Linked DNA regions of Sus scrofa: region 1 is linked to region 2. The links are chromatin contacts, called in public promoter capture Hi-C maps. All regions are on one chromosome and are shown on one strand. The core of a region is the stretch at or near the end of the contact, and the rest is flanking DNA. Distances in the headings are between cores, read along the strand shown. Region 1 holds the start of PJA2 (E3 ubiquitin-protein ligase Praja-2). Region 2 holds the start of FBXL17 (F-box/LRR-repeat protein 17).

Evidence for each region. Promoter capture Hi-C pulls out the DNA fragments that hold promoters and counts their contacts.
Region 1: a promoter capture Hi-C map of liver shows a contact between it and region 2, with 4 times the contacts expected there. The contact joins the promoter of PJA2 here to the promoter of FBXL17 in region 2. A contact is called at or near these places in 1 of 5 promoter capture datasets (liver) and 1 of 2 datasets of contacts at active chromatin or transcription factors (skeletal muscle).

The regions. Positions count from the first base shown.
Region 1 is chr2:114,673,833-114,677,775 of Sscrofa11.1, forward strand. PJA2 (E3 ubiquitin-protein ligase Praja-2) reads right to left here and starts at 1,929. Exons shown (of 12, transcript XM_021085401.1): 1 at 1,695-1,929. It overlaps MAN2A1 (alpha-mannosidase 2), which reads left to right and starts at 1,954. Exons shown (of 22, transcript XM_003123823.6): 1 at 1,954-3,156. The coding sequence starts at 3,022.
Region 2 is chr2:113,479,037-113,482,728 of Sscrofa11.1, forward strand. It overlaps FBXL17 (F-box/LRR-repeat protein 17), which reads right to left and starts at 1,528. Exons shown (of 10, transcript XM_003123817.6): 1 at 514-1,528; 2 at 183-511. The coding sequence starts at 1,174.

The DNA of each region.
Region 1 (3,943 bases), core at 679-3,178, 1.2 Mb after region 2:
TTTTTTTTTTTTGCCTTTTAGGGCCGAACCCACAGCACATGGAGGTTCCCAGGCTATGGGTCGAATCCGAGCTACAGCTTCTGGCCTACGCCACAGCCACAGCAAAGCCAGATCCGAGCCCTGTCTGTTACCTACACCACAGTTCACGGCAACACCAGATCCTTAACCCACTGAGCGAGGCCAGGGATCGAACCTGCAACCTCGTGTTTCCTAGTCGGATTTGTTTCTGCTGTGCTATGATAGGAACTCCTATCCGGAATTTAAGGAGAATGCAAATTTCCTCTTAAGGCATCTGCCCCAGGTGAGTTTTCAAGCAGAGGAAGCCTACCTCAGAAACTAGAGGGCAAGCTACTTCCACTAGTAAGAGAGGCTCAGATTGAATTGGGGGGTTCTAGATTGTCAGTTTCACCTGGGTTTAATCCATCCCAAGTTTGGGGATTCTATCATTTAACAAGTCCCTAGCTTTTACAGGAGAAACTTAGCATACCTGTCAATTCAACAGTAGTTGTAATTCGGTAATTTTGTGTTTGATTTTCAGCAATATCACTTCATTGCCAGTCAATAAGAGCGTCCTTTAAAATGGTTCCTTTAAAATGTGCTTATCATTTCTCTTTGTAAGCATTCAAAGGAACTCAAAAGAACCACTCTCACACCATAGTCTTTATAGTCACCTTACAGCCTTAAGAGGCCACTGTAGCTGCCATTTGGTGCTTTAAGGCACTTGGTACTTCATCACAATCAGCTACAGGTTAACTGGGATGCCTCCTACAGCATGAATCACCAGTGTCTTATATCCCTTCGGCAAGGAATTCAGTACTAAACTCAAACCCAAAGACCCAATCAAAGCAAACTCCTAATTGTGTCTTTTTAAGTCTATCTCTTGGGACTACAGGTAAACTTAATAAAAAGATAAAACAGGGTTTTGGAGTAATGAGATTCACTAGTGAGAAGAGACCCCTCGAGAATACAGAAATAGCAGGTATAAGGAGCTAATTTTATAATAACCATTAGGCTGGGAGATAGCCTTCTCAAGGAGCTTCCCCAAACCTTCCCACGGCAAAGATACAGACAGTCCTGGAGAGGGCACAGCCTGGCTCACTGAATAGCAGAGAAGTCACTGTGGTGCCACACCTGCAGAACTTGTTGAAAATTGACTGCCTGGAACTTGCTACACATTTTGCCTCTAAGGTGCCAGAAAGCTATTCATTGAGGTAGTGTCTCTCTCCAGGGCCTTTACCATAAAAATCACTAGAGCTGGGGACATGGAAGGAAATCGCTGGTCCCTGAGCACTATAGGAGCTTGGCACTGGAAAAAAGCCAGATTTGCTGCTGCAAGAGCCTGCCTACCAACACCACGTAGGAAAACACCCTTCTTCCCGTAATGTCTCTTCAGTATCCTCTCCTATCAAAGATCCAGCCCCTGCTGGCAAAGGAAAACTTATTTTCAAAGGCCCAGATCCATTTTCACAGTACAGTGAAAAAGGGTGAATTTGGAATTGAGGAAATAAATCAATAACCGGCACAAGCATCACTTCTCAAGCTCCCCTCACAGATTTTGTAGCCAGATTTCTACACCTTTCTGGAGGGTCCTTCTGCAGGCTCCTTTCCCTCAGGTTTCACCAGAAGTTGCCAACAGCAATGGAGTAAAAGATTAGTCTGAACAGAATTCGCAGCCCCGTTCTCTTTCTCCTCACCGAGTTTCCGTCCAAGACACGCCAGGCCCGGGACATCAAGGACAGGAAAACTGGGCAGCGAAAAGGAAGTGGGGAGAAAGCTCAGCAGAACCCGGACTGCACAGCCTCACCGCCTCTCAGGGCCGCAACTCCGGCTACACTCCCTCCCAGGTCACAAAAGCCGTCTGAGGTCTTCCCATCGCAGGGGCTCCGGGAGGCCGTCGCCGGGCGGGCCGGCGGGCGGCGCGTTGTGATTGGGCGCCAGGGAGCCCGCCCCCTCATCCCGGCGCGTCGGGAGGGGGCGGGGCCCGCTGCCTGCTCAGCTCCCGGGCTGCGGGCGCCTACTGACCCAGCGGCCACTGCACCGCCGCTGTCTCCTGCTTGTGGCGGGCGGTGCAGGAGCACCGAGTGGCGCTGGAGAACCGGCGTTTCCTTTCGCAGCTGCCGCCGCCATCTACGCGTTTGCGGAGCGGGAGGGAGGGAGGGGACTCGCGGCTGCAGCTGGAGCGGGCTTCTCTCCGGGGACGGTCCTCCCGTTGCTCTCCTTTTCCTCCTCCGCGCGCCGCCGCCGCCCGCCCCCTGCGCCCTCCCGGCGCAGCCCGGGTCCGAGAAGGGAGAAGAAGGGTCGGCGGGGGGCGGGAGGAGCCGGCTGGTGGACGCGCGCTTGGAGGAAACTCTTGCCCGACCCGTGAGTCCCCGCTCCCGGGGTGCACGCCGGCCTGGTCTCAGCGGCGGCGGCGGCGGCGGCGGCGGCAGCAGGAAGGGGCTCAGTCCCGGGAGGCGGGGGCTGTACCGCGGGGGCGGGCCCGGCTGTCCCGGCGCTAAGTTGTGCGGCCCGGCTCTTCCCGACCTGATTTCCTTCCCCACGGTTCCTTGGACCCAGCTCCGCGCCACCGACCCCAGAGCCTCCAAGCCTGCACCTCCTGGGTGAAGAGGACACACCTGCCCTAATCGAGAAAACTTTTCCTGCCGACTTGGTCGGGGCGACGGTGGCAGGAAGTCCAGACAGCGACCTTTTCTCTGCCTGCCCTGCGCGCCCTGCCGGGTGCCGGCGCTGAGGTCGAGATTAAGTTTTAGCGGGCCCCTTCCGGGCTGCAGGCAGGTCCCGCCTCGGGAGCAACGCCCGGCCCCCGGGAGGGCGGCAGGCCGGGGCGAAGGCCAAGGGCGCGTGGTGGCGCCGGAGATAAGGTGCGGACCGCGTCTGGGACCCGCATCCACAGCCTAGAGCGCGGGGACAACGAGCCTGGGAGCAGAGAGCCTCCGGCGGCCGCTTCCAGGAGTCCACGGTGTCTGCCTCCTCCTCCTCCTAGTGAGGACAGTGCCCTGGCCTTGAGTCTATCGAGGAAAAATGAAGTTGAGCCGCCAGTTCACCGTGTTTGGCAGCGCAATCTTCTGTGTGGTCATCTTTTCGCTCTACCTGATGCTGGACCGGGGTCACTTAGACTACCCCAAGAGCCCGCGCCGCGAGGGCTCCTTTCCCCAGGTAAGCACCGGGAGCGAGGGCGCGGGGCTCCGAGAGAGTAGGCATGGGGGCCCGTAGTTACCCACTGCTACGAGACCTCTCTCTCCCGCCGGGGCTCCGCGCCCCGGCTAGGCGAGGCCGAACTGGAGGAGGCATGAATCCTTCTCCAACCCCCGCTCCGCAGCATTCGGACGGCGGTGACCGCGATCCCGGAGCCACCCCCTCCCGGGCGCGCGGAGTTAACAAAGTACTAGGCAGCATGCGGTGGCCGGATCGTGCTCATAGGAAATGGCCGTGTTCCTGTGCTCGTACCCAGGCCTGTTGGGGTGGTCACCTGCTGGCCGGTGAACTCGCGCGGCGTGAGGCGCTCCCTTGCAGGCGCAGCGCTTGCTGACAGCTCACGGGCTATGGTAGCCCCTCGGCACACACAGGGTTAAGCTGCACTGATCCCCTTCGCTCACCCAGTCACGGAAATGGATCAGACAGACCCCATCTGGGTGTTTCATTTATTTGTTTATCCCCGCTGTCTCTTGAGAAATAAAAGTTTATTTCGTGTTACAGACCTCTTAGATGTGAATCTGTAGGGTTGATTTTAGTGTCGTCATTCTTCAGCTATTACATCGTGTTTGTTTGGAGCAGAAGAGGGAGCCTAGTGAGGAAGCGCTTGTTATACTCTGGCCGGAAGCTGTGGGGCGCTCAGTCCTGAGCCCAGCGGTCAAATTGTCAAAGGAGTTGGGAAAACGACCCATCTTAAGTCTTTTATTTAAAGTTACTAAAAATAAGCAAACAGGGATGATCGGTTCTATTT
Region 2 (3,692 bases), core at 278-2,777:
TCTACTTCAAAAAATAGGCCTTAAGCATCCAACCCACTGGGTTCCCAAACTCCCCTTCGAAAAGCTCCCGGCTGTCAGGGAACCCCCTCCTCCGCGCTTAGAGGGAGGAGAAAGAAAACCTCCCAGGCGGGGGCCGGGGTTGGGGGAAAGCGCGCATCCCTGCGCCACTCGCCCAGACCCACCTTGAGCAGGATGGATGGCGGCAGCTGGTTGATGTCTGGGGTTTCCGAGGGTGGCTCCCTATGACAGTCGCAGGGGTTTTCGGGGGGTTCCTGACAGTCCGCGTCGCCGCATTCGTGCTGCTGCTGGGCAGGCAAGGGGGCGGTGCCCCCCGCTCGGACCGAGTCCCCGCTGGCCTCTGTGGGGGCACTTTCCGAAGTGGGAGAGGAGCGCGGGGGGCAGAGAGGCTGCGGTTGCTGCTCCGGGCCCTGGCAGCAGCCGGCGTCGGGGGGCCGAGGCGGCGAGGCGCCTCCTCCCGTAGGGCCTCCGCCGCTGCCGCCGCCGCCGCAGGCCCCCCGCCGCAGCGGGGCTGCTTACAAGGGGTGCAGGCGGGGACCCCGGCCCCCTTCCGCTTGCACACCATCTCGGGGGGCGTGGGGGGCTCGGCTGGCGGTGGCGGAGGCGGCGTCGGTCCCCGGAAGAGCTGCAGGGCTGCAGGCGGCCCCAGGAAGCGCACGGGCCCCACGCTGGCCAAGAAGAGGCTCCGGCCCTGCTGTTCCCAGGCGGCGGCCGCGGCTAGCCCCAGCTCTTTGCAGCAGGAGGCGGGCGACGAGGCCGAAGCGGCGGCGGCAGCGGCGGCGGCGGCCGAGGATAGCAGGAAACGGCGGGCGGCGGCAGCGCAGTCCTCCGCGGCCAGGGCCGCGTAGCGCCGCGCCAGGTGCTGCGAGGAGGCGGCCGCGGCGTAGGCCCCGTCCCGCGGCGGCGGCGAGAGCGGCGGCTCCTCCTCTAGGCCGGCGGGGGCGGGCGCGCCGGGGCTGTGCACGATGAAGCAAAGCATGCAGGGCCCGCGGAAGAAGCAGTCCCGGCTCCGGGGCGCCGCCGGCTGCGGGGGCGCCTTGGCCGGGGTCCGGCGGGGTAGCCTGAGGAGAGGGCGACGGCGGCGGCACCAGCTGCAACAGCGAGGCCTCTTCTGGCTCGGGCGGTTACGCGGCTCCCTCGAGAGAAGGTGGCCCATATAGAAGGCCCCGAGGAGGGGGACCGGGACAGGGAAGGAGGGAGGCCCGGAGAGCCGGGCTCCCGGCAGCGGGGCAGGCCGCTCGCTGGCTCGGCCTTGGGCCCGCGGCGGGGTCGCCTGCCCTGCGCACACACACGCACACACAGGCACACACACGACGGTGGGCGGGGGGGGCGTCAGCTGCGGGCAGCCCGGCGCCCGATTGGGGCTACATGCTTTGCCCCGGGAAGACGGGAGAACGATAGGCGCGAGCTTTGGGGACGCGGCGGAGAGAGCGAGCCTCTCAGCTAGGTGACCAGTCCGAGCCTGGCCCGCCGGCTCAGTCAGTCATTGCGGCGGCTGGGGGAACGCGGGGGTCCTGCTAGGACCATTTTAACTGCGGCTCCGCCGGCCGCGCGCGCGCCCGCGACACAGCTCCGAGCCGCAGGAGCGCGCGGCCCGCTGGAGGAGGGGGCGGAGCCGCGGCGGCAGCGCGCTCGGGGCGGGGGCACGAGCGCTCGGCTGCTCACCCGGGACGGCCGCTAGGCAGGGACTGCTGGGAAGCGGGCCGGCGAGGTTGCGGGGCTCGCAGGGAGGAGCTAGCGCCCCTCCCTTCCGTCGCCCCAGGCTTTGCAGAGCCCACGCCCCTTTTGCGGGGCGGGAGGAGACGCTTCCGAGCCAGCTGTGTGACATCCGTCGGCACAGCAGCGCTGACGTCTGTAGGTGTAAGTTGAAGAACTGCCATTGGCCGGGAGGCGTTTGGCTCTCGTCACCCCCACCTCCGGACTTGAAGACCAGGACCTCTAAGGAGGTGTAAACTGGGTTCCACCGGAAGGCCGACCTGGGTCCCAGCCGACCCCTTCTGGTGGAATGACAGATGCGCACCTCTGGTCTGTTGCGGACCCCTGTTCTCACGTGAGGGGCGCACTGGTAGTGCAGCACCGCAGTGTTTCTCCATTTGTTTTAATACTTGTTGCTGGTGGGAGTTCTCGTCGTGGCTCAGTGGTTAACGAATCCGACTAGGAACCAGGAGGTTGCGGGTTCGATCCCTGGCTTTGCTCAGTGGGTTAAGGATCATCCTGCGTTGCCGTGAGTTGTGGAGTAGGTCGCAGATGCGGCTCAGATCTGGTGTTGCTGTGGCTCTGGTGTAGGCTGGCAGCAACACCTCTGATTAAACCCCTAGCCTGGGAACCTCCATAGGCGGCAGGTGCGGCCCTAGAAAAGACAAAAAAATAATTAAAATTAAATAAAATACTTGTTGCTTGTGATGACTACTGACTTTCCAAAATTCTATTTCAAGATGAAAGCATATATCAAATTATCTATACACAGTTTCTAAACCCAGTGAGTCATTCAACATCCCAGACTGCAAGTTATAGATGAATTTATAATCTGCGCCCTTGGAGTCCCAGCTATTCATCCATCATATACAGTACTTCAAAAATGGTTATGCAGTACCTGCTGTGCGATAAACAGTTCTAGGCAGACTTTGGAGACCCAGATGAGTAAGAGGAAATAGGTTTTGCAGGCAACCCTTTAGAAGGTGTCACTAAAATGTGACCAGAGAGATATGGCAATAACTAGAGCAGTACCTGGTGTTGAGGGGTTAGTTTTCACAAGGGAAAAATTGGAAATGCTGATGGGAATGAGCCAGAATAAGGGAGGAGGTAGGGAAATGAGAAGAGATCATATGAAACGAATGTTGAGAAGACAGAATGTTGATTACCTTGGGATAGATGCTGTCTTTGCTGTGATCAGAAGGAAAGGGAAAAGGATAAATCAAGGATGAATAGGAGAACATTTCTGGCAAGAAAGTGAAAGAGTTCCTTTCAGATGGCATCTATTTTCCTTTAGGTAAAGCCTGGTTATGTGCTGGAGGTGGCTTATGTTTTTAAACGCTACTAAGGATAACTGGGAGAACTCAGGAGGTAGTTGCAAGATTCAAGACCTATCAGCTTAGAGACCGTTGTTTGAACCTGCCTGACTCCCACCACAGTGGCCAGCCTAGTGCAGCCTAGCCCAGCCTTCACCCAACATACATACCATCAGCTTTTGCTAATAAAGGCCTGTTTGTCAGGAGTGACTTTTATTTTAGCTCTGCCAACATGCAGGGATCTCCCTTTCTAAGCTTGATCACAGTAAGATGGAATTCCAAGAAACCTAGAGGCAAAGATTTGTCAAAGGGTTTTAGACACATATTTATATCAACATACTGCCCAAACTATATTTACTTACAAATATTACTCACATAGCTCTCATCCTTCTGACTTTGGAGGGATCTTCCAGGACTCCACAGCTTCACTGGTGAGGAAGGAGATTAAGAGTAACAGGAGTTACCTGAGGCCTTACAACAGATCCTTTGCCATCTCTTCCAGGCTGCACTGTGAACAAAAGGAGTGTTCTAAGCCTTTTCATTACTTCATGTCAAAATCATGGCCACATTTGTTTGATATAAATTCAGCTTACACTATGAGCCAGGATTTTCACTTACAGGTATTACCCTAAGAAAAATAAAAGCAATATCCGCAAAAAGACTTGT